Regions from separate parts of the Sus scrofa genome. Here region 2 is linked to region 1. The links are chromatin contacts, called in public promoter capture Hi-C maps. All regions are on one chromosome and are shown on one strand. The core of a region is the stretch at or near the end of the contact, and the rest is flanking DNA. Distances in the headings are between cores, read along the strand shown.

Region 1 (6,964 bases), core at 146-2,645:
TTGATAAACCGAAAAAAAAATTTTTATCTCTAAATCTGGAGTCTGAATTCTACTCATAGATTCCTGCATTATACATGCCAAGATCAGATTTACTGAAAGAGGGCTGAAAAAGAAAAAAGAAAAGGGAATTCCAATTGATCAACTTTGGGAAAAATCCTTTCCTGCCAGAAGCACGCATTTACTTTATATATAACTCGCCCATTCAGATGTGCATCACTTTTTTTTATTATTTCCCCAATACAATTTTTTTTCTACTGTACAGCATGGTGACCCAGTTACACATACACGTATACATTCTTTTTCCTCACATTATCATGCTCCATCATAAGTGACTAGACATAGTTCCCAGTGCTACACAGCAGAATTTCGTTGCTAATCCCTTCCAAAAGGAGAGAAACACCTAGCTTAGCCTACGAGCAACTTACACAACCATCGGTGTAAACCATTTTCCCTAAAGAAATGTCAGAACCAAAAATCCCTAACAACTTGAAAAAGACATTAGAGATAAACTTTTCATCAACTACCGTTCACAGCAGTACTAACCGCCCGGGCACCACCTCGTCTCTAAACACAACTTAAGGGGATCCAATTGTTCCCAAGGGGGTGGGCTGGGGGAGAAACTCCCAAGCCTGTGCCCGACCGCCTGGCTTCTCTCACAAGCTCCTCCAAATATGCCACATCATTTCTCTTCCGTCGAGTTCCTAAACCTGCTTTCTGTTTACGCCACTGACGGCAAAGACACTCGCCATTTCCCCTCGAATTACTTTAAGACTCGAGCGGACAGTGAGACCGTCTTACACCCGGTCCCTGTGTTCCTTCTTTCCCTCTGTTACGAACGAAGGTCCTCAGAGGAGCGCGTCTCACGCACATTCCAGAACGCCGTTCTGGCGGCCACCCTCCGCCCGCAGCTTCGCCGCCTCCGCCCCGCCGCCATCTTAGAGCTCGGCCGACGCCTGCGCCACCGACATGGCGCTCGGAGCGCCGGGGATCGGGATCCCTGCTCCCTCTAGGGAAGGCACACGTTCGAGCTCTCTCCGCCTAACAAACACTGTCACTACCCTCCGCCAGGGTCTGGAGCGTCACGGTTCAAATAGAAATCCGCAGCGGCGGACTCGGAAAAGCATAGAAGACGAGCTGTCCACCTTTGTGCAGCCGAAGCGCGGTGGGGGGCGGTGCGAGGGGAAAAGGGGTCACCCTGCAGGACTGCAGACGGCCAACAAGCTTGAAGGGGAACGTCACAGACGCTCTCGGGAAACAGAAAAGGGGCCCTGACACCCAGCCCGCTTCCTTCTGCATCTTACCGTCCAGGCCAAAAAGTCCAAGCCTCAGGAGACAATGCTTGCAACGCGACAACGGAAAACACCCAGCTGGCTGCGACAAGGTCCAACAACAAAATGGAGCCGATTGCCGAAGCGTCTGGGCTCTCCGGGAAAACAAGATGACGCTGCAAACGTCACTCCGCCTCCGGGTGGGGCGGGGCTTGCACAAAGGGTGGGGCTGAGCTGGCGCCCAGGGAGGGGGGCGGGGGACGTGTGCGCAGGCGCCGGGTTCGAAGCTCCGCAACCAGGTTGAGCAGAGGGAGCTGTGACCGCGGCCATGTTGTCTCTGTTCTGTGTTTGGGCTGAGGAGACGTTTTAAGCGTTGGGGAGGAGCGCCTCGTCCATGCTCAACTAAAAATTGTATTTGTGAACGCTAGAAATGAGAAGCTGAAGGAAGCAGAGTGCGAAATAGCGTTACAACGTCTAAAATAATGCTTTAAAAAATTTACACCACCTTCATCAGATAGTTCCAAATTAGGACGTGCCTGGATTTGGACTTTTGCTAAGGTTCTGAAACCAATTTAAAATTTTAGTGGCTGGGACTCACGGACAGAAATTGGATTGGAAGGATTTTCCCGAGATTTTCAAAGGCGAAGAAATGTGAGAGGGACTCCTCACAATATAGCAACACTTCCGCATGGAGCAAGGCCTCTGCGTGTAAAGGCCAAGTAAACTAAAGAGTTGGGGTGGGGGGACTGAAAGATCATTAAGAGAAGACAAATTTGGACTTCTCTTGGAGTTCCCTGGTGGCTCAGCAGCTTAAGGATCTGATGTCACTGCTGTGACATACTCTTTTCTCGCCATTGAAAGGCTTATACTCCTTCCATTTCTTTATCATATATACCTGAGGCACATCTTTGATAGTGGGTTAAAAAAAAAAAATGGCCGGAAAATGGGAACTAGAATCAAATGAGGAGTTCCCTTGTGGTGTAGTGGGTTTAGGATCCAGGCTGACACTGCAGCAGCTTGGCCATGAAACTTCTACATGTCTTCCAAAAGAGGACAGAATTATCTGGAAACAACCTCTGAATAACAAAAATAAAGCTGCAACTTGATAGAACAAAGTAATTGCCGACCCTGGCCATAAACATTAAAAAAAAAAAAAAAAAAGGAAGCTCTGAGGAACTGCTCTGAAGAGGTAGGGAAGAGGTCAGTATTATGATTTTTTTTTTTTTTTTGTCTTTTGTCTTTTTTGTTGTTGTTGTTGTTGCTATTTCTTGGGCCGCTCCCGCGGCATATGGAGGTTCCCAGGCTAGGGGTCGAATCGGAGCTGTAGCCACCGGCCTACGCCAGAGCCACAGCAACGCGGGATCCGAGCCGCGTCTGCAACCTACACCACAGCTCACGGCAACGCTGGACCGTTAACCCACTGAGCAAGGGCAGGGACCGAACCGCAACCTCATGGTTCCTAGTCGGATTTGTTAACCACTGCGCCACGACGGAAACTCCAGTATTATGATTTTAAAGAAGGTGGGTACTTGGAATCAACCACACATCTTGGCAGAGGGTTGCTGCTAGTCACAAGGAGCAGGTATCTCTGTTACTGATTTTAGTGCTCTTCTAGATATGAAAAGATGTAAGAAATTGGGCCTATAAAATCTCCTGGAAATATCTTATCTGAAGGCCTGTTCTACCATGTTTTCCTGGAGCACAGAGGCCTCATTCCTGAACTCCTTTCAGGGTGTGTTGAAGATCATCGACTGCAGTTGGCTAGTCACTTCACTCTTAGAGAACTAGGTGGCAGGGACAATTTTTATTTGGCAGTAGATAGGGTCTTTACAGAGGTAATTATGATTAAATGAGGTCATTAGGGAGGGGTCTAATCTAATTTAGCTTTTTTAAAAAAAATAAAAAGAGATTAGGACACAAAGCTGAGGAAAGAGCTTGTGAAGATGGGAGATGGTCACCTACAAGCCAAGGAAAAAGGCCTCAAAATAAACAGTGCTACCCACACCTGGATTTCCCAACTTCCACTCTCTGGTAATTTGTTGTGGCTGCTCTAACTTAGTGCATAACATTAAAACATGTTAGTTTATTGGTACTGAACTTGTAACTTTATTGTTGAATTAGTGAAGTTGAAATTTTCTTTTTCTGGAGTTCTCGTCGTGGCACAGCGGAAATGAATCCAACTAGGAACCATGAGTTTTCAGGTTCGATCCCTGGCCTTGCTCAGTGGGTTAAGGATCCGGCATTGCCATGAGCTGTGGTGTAGGTCGTAGATGAGGCTCGGATCTGGCCTCGATGTGGCTCTGGCATAGGCCAGCAGCTACAGCTCCGATTAGACCCCCTAGCCCGGGAACCTCTGTATTTCATAGGTGCCCCTCTAAAAAAAAAAAAAAAAAATTTTCTCTTGTTACTTACCCATTCATACCTTATTGCTTTTTTGAATGTGCAGTTCTTTTTTGTCCTTTAAATTTTTTTTTTAACTTACTTTTTTTTTTTTTGGTGTTTTTGCTATTTCTTGGGCCGCTCCCTCGGCATATGGAGTTCCCAGGCTAGGGGTCGAATCGGAGCTGTAGTCACCAGCCTGTGCCAGAGCCACAACAACGCGGGATCCGAGCCGCGTCTGCAACCTACACCACAGTTCACGGCAACGCCGGATCGTTAACCCACTGAGCAAGGGCAGGGATCGAACGGGCAACCTCATGGTTCCCAGTCGGATTCGTCAACCACTGCGCCACGACAGGAACTCCTGTCCTTTAAATTTTTAAATTGCAGAAAAGTTTTTTATTTTCATGCAGTTAAACCTATTCCATCTTTATATTGGTTAGGCTTGTAAACTGAGACATTACTTTCCTCTTCAGAGGAAGTCTCTGAGGTGTTTTAAGTTTTTCTTGTGTTTTCTATAAAAAGGCAACTCTACAGCATGGGTTTGATCATCCCCAGCTCAGCACAGTGGGTTAGGGATCTGGCATTGCTGCAGCTGTGGCACAGGTCACAGCTGTGGCTCAGATTTGATCCTTGGCCAGGTAGTGTCCATAAGAGTTGCAAAAAAGGCAACTCTTATCCATCTGGAATTTTGGTATATCATGTGAGGTGAAAGCCTTTTGTTTTTTTTTTTCTCCATGTCAATTATGGATTATCCTAACACAATTTTTCTCTTTTAAAAATGATTTTGGATCTTTTTTAAGTTTTATGGCTGCACCAGAGCCATATGGAAGTTTCCAGGCCAAGGAAACTCCAGCCAAGCTGCAGCAATGCCTGGATCCTTTAACCCATGGTGTGGGACTGGGAATCAAACCCAAGCCTCTGCAGCGACCCAAGCCACTGCAGTCAGATTCTTAACCCACTGTGCCACAGGAACTCCTTGGATACTGTTTTAATTAAACTACTATCTATACTATTTACACTCTTGTTCTAGTCTTATCCCCTACCCATCACAGTTTTAATATTTGCAGCTTTATAAAGATAGGGATTAGGGGAGTTCCCCTTGTGGCTCAGTGGTTAATGAACCCAGCTAGTATCCATGAAGAGTCAGTTCGATCCCTGGCCTCGCTCAGTGGGTTGAGGATCCAGTGTTGCTGTGAGCTGTGGTGGTGTAGGTTGCAGACGTGGCTTGGATCCTGCGTGGCTGTGGCTGTGGTGTAGGCCAGCAGGTACAGCTCTGACTCAACCCCTAGCCTGGGAACCTCCATATGCCGTGGCGCGGCTTTAAAAAGACAAAAAAAAAAAAAAAAGGATTAATTCCTTTTTCATTGTATTTATTAAAATTTCCATTATCATGTATACTAGATTTGCTTTAGAACTATTGTATGGAGTTCCTATTACTACCTGAACCACAATTAATACAAACTGAATTGAAAAAAACCATCAGTTTTCTTTTTCAGTCCACTAGTGAAATAGTACATAATCTATCCACTTCACTAAACGGATTGAATTTGAGCCCAATGGGAGTTCCCTGGTGGCTCACTGGGCTAAGAGTCCAGCACTGTCACTGCCTTGGTGTGAATTTGATCCCTGGACCAGGAACTTCTATATACTTCAGGTGCAGAAAAACAAAAGTGATCCCTATGTATAAAAAGTTATCTTTTTATATGTCTGTTAGCTCCTTAGACTGTGCTCCCATGGTATAGGCAGTGTTCCTATGCACTTTTGTATCCAATCCTGAAAGAAACTCCATAAATTACTAGTTTTAGTTGTTCAAACAAAAGTACATGTCTTCAGAAATACCCAATATTGAGTATAAATGTGTTGCTAAATGGACTTGGAAATTTCCAAGTTCAACAAAGGAATAAATTATAACTATTCAATTTGCCATTAACAAAAGGTCAGCGAGCCTTATACTCAAAAGAGAGTTCCAAACCAAGATTCTGATAGATTCAAGAACTCTATTATCTGGCAGCTTCTGATAGTATGGATCAAGTGTTGGCAAACTACTTCTTAAAGGGACAGATTGTAAATATTCTAGGCTTCCAGGTCATTTGGTCTCTGCCACAGCCAACCAACACTGCTGTTGTAGCACAGGAAAGCCAAAGACAGATTATAAACACGAGGATGGCAGAGTTCCAAGAAGCTGTATTTGCAAAAGCAGGTGGCGAAGTTTGCCAACTTCTGGTCTAGATAGGGAACCATATTACTCTAGTTTTTAAAGAGAATTTGGGTTATTCAGCAATATTCCAATTGTTTTTATTTTTACTTTTGGCCATGCCAGCAGCATGCAGGAGTTTCCAGACCAGGGATCAACCCATGCCACACAGCAGCAACCCAAACTGCTTGCAGTGACACCACCAGATCCTTAACTGCTGCACCACAGTAGAGCTCGTAGTCTTTTTAATTGTTTATACTTACTGCCAAGTAATGCATGGAATAGACCATCTGTCACCCAACTGCTAGTGTGATCAGTGGACCGGTCAATTCAAGGTGAGTGGACGGAAATCAATGTTTTAGAGTTTGATCCTCATGGTACTTATAAGAGGCTCCAGGAGGGCAGCCATTATACCTCCCTATCTATGAGATCCTTATGGCTACAACTGAGCAGACATAAGAATGGGCTCTAAGGAGTTCCCATCGTGGCGCAGTGGTTAACGAATCCGACTAGGAACCATGACGTTGCGGGTTTGGTCCCTGCCGTTGCTCAGTGGGTTAACGATCCGGCGTTGCCTTGAGCTGTGGTGTAGGTTGCAGACGCGGCTCGGATCCCGCGTTGCTGTGGCTCTGGCGTAGGCCGGTGGCTGTGGCTCCGATTCGACCCCTAGCCTGGGAACATCCATATGCCGCGGGAGCAGCCCATAACTTGGAATAAAAACTGAGGGAATGTCAGTCAGTTCAAAAACATCCTGACAATCAATAAAATCCTCTTAAGGGTGGTGACAAAAATTCAATGACACATTTGAAGAAAAATATCAAGTGTAACATAGAAGCAGCAAACCAAATTCTAGCACCAAAGAGGTCTTAATACTAATTCTGTAATGATTAAATGGGTGAAACAAAAATGTGAGGGCATTAGTAGGGTTGGCCCCTCAGTTTAGTGGAAGGTACTGATAGTAAAAAGAGGATAACTGCGAACTAACTCCTAGACGCAGAAAACATTAATTAGATCAGCCATTTGCAGAAATGATACATAGAAACCAATAAATGTTATCAGTTTTAGGAATACCCAAATCTAATTTAGGTGATTTAGACAGAGTGGCTTATAGTTCTTGATC
Region 2 (7,568 bases), core at 3,081-5,580, 490 kb after region 1:
ATTCTCAAACCTATAACTTCATCCATGCTATGTCTTCTACCTTTAATGTCTTCTCCCCCTTCTACATATCCAAAGTCTAGACATTCTTCACACCTCAGGTCAATGCCACTTTTTCCCATTAAGCTCCCAGCCTAGGGATCAAATTGCAGCTGTAGCTGCCGGCCACAGCCACAGTCACAGCAAGGCCAGATCCCAGCCAAGTGGTGACCTACACCACAGCTGGAGGCAACGCCAGATCCTTAGCCTACTGGGTGAGGCCAGAGATGGAAACCACACCCTCATGGATACTAGTAGAGTTTGTTACCACTGAGTCACAACAGGAACTCCTCTCTAAAATTAAAAAAAGAAAAGGAAAAAAAAAAAAGAAAAAATACACTTGTTCCTTATCATTTCTGATTAACTTTATATTCTCTGTGGCAAACATATTCTATTTTGGTATTTTTTTCCTCCTCTTTTCAGAGGCATTTGAAGACCTCGATAAATAGTAAATGGCAACAGGAGAGTATAATGGCTAAAAGCACAGATTCTAAAGACAGACTGCCTGAGTTTGAATCTTAACCACTATCATTTATTAGCTACGTGACCATGGGCAAGTTACTTAATTTCTCTGTGCATCAATATCTTTATGTACAAAATGGAGATAGTAATACCGAGTAGCTATTTCATGAAGTTGTCAGTGGACTTGGCATAGAAGAGAATAAGTATCATAAGAATGTCTATTAAATACAGTGGAAAAATAATGAATATTCTGTGATAACTGAATAAAGCTTTCTTTATGGAAAGCAAAATGTCAAAAGCAAAGCCAATCTCTAGGTACGAAAGAGGTATATACAAATTATTCCTAAATGACCTTATGTATGCCCTAAGGGTCAGCTGTGCCCTTTAAAATCGTTCTTATGTTAACAATGGTTCCACTTTAGTTTGCCATTTCAATACTCCGAGAAAATATTCAGTTCGGCTTCCTGTGGCAATAAGATACCTAACTGATCTTATTGCCTCCAGTCTTACCCCCTTTAATCCATCCTCCATGGCTCACAGAGTATCTTTCTAAAATACAGACTTAATGTATTCCTATTGCTACAAACTCCCTCCATTCCATACCCCTTAGGAAAAAGTTTAAAATCCTTAGTGTCTCATACAAACTCATCCAAATATGACTCCAGCCTAGTCTCCAGCTTCATTTCTCAACACTCCTTACCATGAAACCTAAGCACTTGGCTACACATCAAAGGCTTTTTGTAAGTCATCTCTTCGGTAAAACATCTCTCCATTAGTTTGCACGGGTTGCCATAACAAACTACCAGACTGGGCAGCTTAAACAACAGAAATTTATTTTCTCTTAATTCTGGAGAATTATGAGAAGTGTAAATTCTACCACTTAGCATGGTGTCTGTCCCACTGAAGGTACTTACTAAAGATTTGATTATTTATTGTAGAAGAAGGAACATGGACTTTGAAGAAAGGCAAGTGTGAGTTCAAATCCTGGCTCTACCACTGACTTATCTCGTGACTTTGGACAAGTCACTAAATGCCAACCTTCCATTCTACATAAGGTAATTATAAAGATAAATGGCAAATTATAATAAAAGCATTCTGTTGTAGGGCTGGTACACAGTAGGTGCTCAATAAATGTTATAGTAAAGACTCTGGGACTGCCTGGATTTGACACCCAGTTCCATCACTTAGTATCAGCATGACCTTGGGTACGTTAACTTACCCTTTGCTTTAGTTATCTATAAAAACACCTCATACTGCTACTGTGACAATAAGCTAATATAGGTGAAACATTTAGAGAAGTATCTAACACATAGTAAGATCTATACAAATGTTTCCTATTATACGATTACTGCAGATCAAATATGACTGGAAATCATGAATAATTTAGCTCTTTCAACTATTAAGTTATTTTAAATGTGAATATTACCTTAGTGTTCAGATTTCTTATTAACTAAACAGGATAGTAACCAGAGGTTCAAAAATTGGTATGGATGATATAAACAAAGCTGAAAATAAACATGAAATAACATTATCATCTCATTCCTTATATTGGTGTTTACCGTATTTTGTGTATTGAAGTAAAAATCTTAAGAAACAATTTTTTCTACTCTTTGTGACTACAGATGTTAACCATTTGCAGAAGAGGATAACACTCCTTGGCTCATATTTTCAATTACAGAACCACTAAGCCTTTGAACTGGAAAGACTTTTGAGATGAAAGGCCAATCCTACCAAGGCTTACATAAGTAAAGAGGTGCATTTGTAATGGTCTTTTTTTTTTTTTTTTTTTTTTTTTTTTTTTTTTTTTTTTTTTTTTTTTTTTTTGTCTTTTGTCTTTTGTTGTTGTTGTTGTTGTTGCTATTTCTTGGGCCGCTCCCGCGGCATATGGAGGTTCCCAGGCTAGGGGTCGAATCGGAGCTGTAGCCACCGGCCTACGCCAGAGCCACAGCAACGCGGGATCCGAGCCGCGTCTGCAACCTACACCACAGCTCACGGCAACGCCGGATCGTTAACCCACTGAGCAAGGGCAGGGACCGAACCCGCAACCTCATGGTTCCTAGTCGGATTCGTTAACCACTGCGCCACGACGGGAACTCCCTGTAATGGTCTTTAACTCTGTGGAGGATGAGAATTGCAAGTAGATAGAACAACTGGTTCAAAAGCACTAAAGCAGGGCTTCAGGATTTATTCTAGATGTCCAAGGTATGCAGTAGGAACCGGTATTAGGAAATAATGCTGGAAAATGCTTTTCCAACCTTTAAGGTCAGTAATTTTTTTTTTTTTTTTAAGGTCAGTAATTCTGAAGTAGGTACAAGTTACCTGACCCACACTTTGAAGTAAGGCAGATAGATCTAGGTATGAATCTCTACTTGTTACATAAGCAAAGTTTTTGAACCTCAGATTATGCAACAGAATTATTTTAGTGATTAAGAGATCCAACGTATGTAGAGCTCATAACTGAGATGCCTGGCTGATTGGAAGTACTCAAATGTTTGTCTGACTCCTGTCATCCTATGAATAAAGATATGTAAATATAACAACTGTCTTTCAGTGTTTGATGAATGTCTGAGACTTGCTGAATGTTACTGAATTTTAAAAACAGAAAGCTGGAATAACTGCTGAGATGATAAAGTGTCTTCATGCTTGCCCTTTCTTACCACCAAATGTCCTTCACAATTTCTTCTGTAGTGTCATGTCACCACCGTCAACATGCTATTTGGAGATCACTCTAGCTCAGACTTCCAATTCTACAGCAAAGATTTGAAGTTGAGGGGAAAAATGACTGAAATAAATTAAAAACAAAAACCTGGAAGAGTCCTTTTCATTTTATTTCTATGGTCCATTCTAGCTTGATGAATTTCCAGTGAAAAGTTTGTTTCTGGGGCAGAAACTGCAGGTTTAAATAAAAGGCTCGTGGGCAAGTAACCGAGTTCACCACTATTAAAATGACCCAGAAGTCTTTCAAGTGTTTGGGAGATTATCTTTATGCTGATACTAAAAGGATATCTGCCAATATTCATTATTTACGGTTGAAACTAAAGGCAACTGTCTTTCTTTTAAAAGACGTCTGGCTCAAAATCAATTGCAAGAAAAGCCCAACTCAACATAGAGCTCTTTTCCACTATCGTCTCATCTCTCTCCCATCACAGATGGCGACTGAGGCTTAAGGTTTAACGTCCAGACACTAAAGCCGCTCATCGCTCGGGGATGGGGCACTAGGTGAGTACTGTCCGGCAGAGGATGGGATACTGCTAATCCTCCTCAGAGGCGCATCTGGGGTGAACCCGGGGACCAGAGTCCAATGCCCACCACTTCGCCCTTATCCTTAGAAAACCACCCGCTTCCCAGAGCGGGGCGGGGACCCGGCGAGCACCCAGCCCTCCAGTACCCAGCTCCGGCTCCAGTGTCCGCGCGCGACCTCCGAGGACCAGGAGGAGCGCGGGGCGAGGAGGCTCCTCTGCCTTCAAGAGAAGATGGCAAGAGCAAGTTCGGGTCGTGCGCGGGAAGGTTACTTACAGGAATAGCCCGGGGTCCTCGGTCCTGCGCCCGCGCTCCTTCAAGGAGAAGATTCTAAAAGCGGCGGCAGCCTAGGAGCAGCAGCCAAAGCGGCCGCCGCTGCCTGTAACCGCCCGGGCGTGGCAGGGACTGGTGGGCGACTTCACAACATCATCACTCGGCGACTTCGGTTTTGCAGCGACGCCGGCTCAATTACAGTCCCCCGCCCCGCACAATTGGGGAAGAGAGGACGAGACCCACTCTCCCAGCAGCCTCTAAGGCGCTAGCGCACTACCTGCTGGGAATTGCAGTTTCCTCTAGGCCACGCCCCTAGCACGAAAGGCCACGCCCCCTAACCGGCGGCCCCGAGGCGGGAGGCGGGGCCGCGACCCTGCAGCCGGGGTGGGGCGAATCCCGTCCCGGCGGGGTGCCCCGGGCTGGGGCCGAGTTCCAGGCCCACAGTCCCAGTCCGGGTCGCGCCGCCCTCTTGAGCTTCGCGGCCCGCGCTGGGAGCGGGCCTTGCGCTCTCGCCTTGCCCCTGGGCGGGCCGGGCACCCGGGCCCTGCACCTTTGGCTGCCTGAGGAGAGCTGCTGGCTTTGGTCGCCGCCTAGGTAATGAGGGGACGCCGGGCCGGGGAGGGTAAGGGAGGGACAGTTGGGACGTGAGGGAGCGCGGTTGCGTTCGCGCTAACCTCGGGAAGCCCGGGACTAGAACTCGCCACCCTGCCTCAAGCCCGAGCCCGGGCGGCCAGCGGGGCTGTGGAGGGAGCCCGGCTCTGCGTGGCGACCGGCCCGTGCGCCCCGCGCAGCTCCGGCTCTGCCCGGGAGTCCTGGGCCTCGCGGCGGCGGAGGCACCTGCGTGCGGCGTAGGCGGCGCCTGCTGGGGTTGGCGGTGCCAGGTGTTTGGGGGCCCATCCGCCCGCCGCGCTCTCCCCCGGCCCCGCCACCCCCACCCTTACCCTTGCTCTCACCTTTGGCCGTGCTTCCCCGCTCGAGAAGTTTCCAAACCGAGGACGCCCTCCGGCCCCCGCTCCGTGTGACACCTTCTGTGAGTTCGCTAACAAAGTGCCCCAAAACAGGACTCGGAAGGAAGCTTTTACATCATTAAATGCTCAAGCTGCGTTTGGTCCTCGGTATTTAAGTTCAGCGTTGTGTTGTTTCCTCGTGGGTTTGTTGTGTCAGGCACCTTTTCCCTTAGAACTTGATCAGAATTTGTGACAGCGCCTACCTAGCCTAGAGCCTGGCACACAGTAGGCACTTCGTAAATATTTTTTGAAAGTGTGAGTCACGATGCTAAGTTTGGAAAATTCTACTGAGTTGTGCGTCGCTCTAATTTTTAAGACTTTATGGGTTCCCAGGATCCCTTTGAAACTTACAGTAATCTTAGAGCTCTGCGCAGTTAAATCAGGTTTTTTGCATTCCCAGTAACAGTGGTCTCTTTTGGATGTTTACATTAACTAATTCTCTCCCCCCTCCCCAGTTGTGTAATTTAGATGCGCTCCTGATTTTCTCAGCAAGTGTTAATTTAACCTTTCAGATTAAAGCCTTAGGAGGAACCATTAATATAGAACAGATTTAAATTATTTATAAGGCTTTATCCTAATTAGCTTTTTAGATACAAGTGCAAGAGACCACACTGATGTACCTGTGAATATATTTAGAAATACAAGTCTCACCATGATTTTTTTTAAAGAATTTATATTTATACCTAGTGAAAGCGCATGCAGGAGAAAATTATGACAGCAAAGCTATCCTTCCCTCCCCCCGCTGCCCTTAGCAGGGGCAGCTGCTGCCTTGACCTCAAAATGTCTTATAATATTATCTCTTAATAGTCTGTCACATCTAAAGCAAAATCTCTGGGATTAACCCATGCACAGTTCTCACAGATTGTGTTTCTTATGAGTTTTTCTGGGAAAAAAAAAGTGTAATGGAGTTTACAAAATTTTTGTTGTTTAAGAACTTACTTATATTACGTGGGAAAAGCAGGAAACAAAATCCTGAGAACCAGGAAATTCAGTTAATCATGATATCTCTAATCTTACTGCTTGTGGGAATGTCCCCTACAAGTGGTCAGGGCCTTGTCTGCGGTGGTCACTAATGAGTGTCCCAAGTGCCTAGCACAGTGCCTGACCCATGACAGGCATTCATTAAACATTTGTGAAGTGAATACTTGGCTTTTTTAGTCAATAGCACAGTGACTTTCAGGTGTGTGGTTTTTTCATTTACTCGGATGTTTCCTTAGAATAAGTTAATGGAAGTGAGAATTTTATTAGGTCAAAAGGTATGAATATTTAAAAATTAATTGGAGTAGACTTGCAATGTTGTGTTAGCTTCAGCTGTACGGGAAAGTAAATCAGCTATACATATATCGATTCTTTTTCAGATTCTTTTCTCGTATAGGCCATCACAGAGCATTGAATAGAATTCCCAGTGCTATATAGTAGGCCTTGTTACTGATTGATTTTTGTATATATATTAGTTTATATATGTCCCAACATTTTTATCATTATTAAAACATTGCCAACCTGCTTTCCAAATGAGCCCTATTGTTTGGTACTGCCACCAATAATATCTGAGTGTACCTTTCAAAACATCTTCTTCAGCTCTTATATTGACACAATATTTGCTAGTTCTGAGCCCTTTCAGATGAAATATTCAATTTGATCTCAGTCACCTTGGAAAGTGGGCAGGGCAGGTGTTGCATTCCCCCTCTTGTAACACAGCAGACACCAGCGTCTTACATTGATGATAGTGAATGGCAGGTGACAAAATAATCAAGCACTCTCAGATTTTTCTTCGTCCTGTTTTCTGTCTTTGGTTTATACTGAATATCCTGAGTAAATTGACATCCTTCCCTAGCAATAAAATTGGCTGCTACTCTATGGTGAGCAAAGTCTTTTTCTTTCTCATTTTGTTCAGATGTTTGTAGATACCTTGATTAGACTTGGGAACTTCATTAAAATGAAATAATGAGCCACAATTTAGATGAAAGAGATATTGGTTAGGTATAAGGAAAGACCTGGCACTAGCAGGTTTAGAGCATTACCACCTTTTAGGAAAGATCTGGAAACTTTTGGTGGTGCTTTAGTAGCTCCTTGAATCTGAAGAAGCTCTTTTAACCCTCTGAATCTGTTAGAATCTTCATAAACTATTGAGCTTAGTACTCCGTTAATGAAAGTGGACAGAACTTATTTGTATGATTACTGCGTATCTTTCATATATGTCAGTAAATTCCAAGAAGTAAAAGAAATCAGATCTAAGAATCATAAAATAAAAAATATTCGACCTACAGAAACTATTATTTTTGTATGGAAATGACACAAAAAATTTTAAAACATATGGCGAGAAGAAAATGGTATTAATTCCTAGTCTGTTACTAATCCTGATTCTTTCCCAAATTTGCTGGTCAGTGACCCTAAGTGATTTAATGGTGATTAATCAGATGAGGAAGATTAATTACCTATTAAATCATTTTGGAAGATGCAAAGTTTACTTATAAATGGAACCATTGGAAATTCTTGGAGTATATTTATAGTTGGCACCATTTATTAACCAAAAGTGTGTCCAACATTGCC

Evidence for each region. Promoter capture Hi-C pulls out the DNA fragments that hold promoters and counts their contacts.
Region 2: a contact with region 1 is called in a promoter capture Hi-C map of fetal liver, with 3 times the contacts expected there. The contact joins the promoter of STRADB here to the promoter of CLK1 in region 1. A contact is called at or near these places in 2 of 5 promoter capture datasets (fetal liver and liver), 1 of 47 Hi-C or Micro-C datasets (liver) and 2 of 2 datasets of contacts at active chromatin or transcription factors (alveolar macrophages and skeletal muscle).

What each region holds. Positions count from the first base shown.
Region 1 is chr15:104,560,747-104,567,710 of Sscrofa11.1, forward strand. It overlaps CLK1 (CDC like kinase 1), which reads right to left and starts at 1,396. Exons shown (of 13, transcript NM_001123099.1): 1 at 1,302-1,396.
Region 2 is chr15:105,050,888-105,058,455 of Sscrofa11.1, forward strand. It overlaps STRADB (STE20-related kinase adapter protein beta), which reads left to right and starts at 4,331. Exons shown (of 12, transcript XM_003133587.5): 1 at 4,331-4,605. TRAK2 (trafficking kinesin-binding protein 2) reads right to left here and starts at 5,167. Exons shown (of 16, transcript XM_021075699.1): 1 at 4,965-5,167.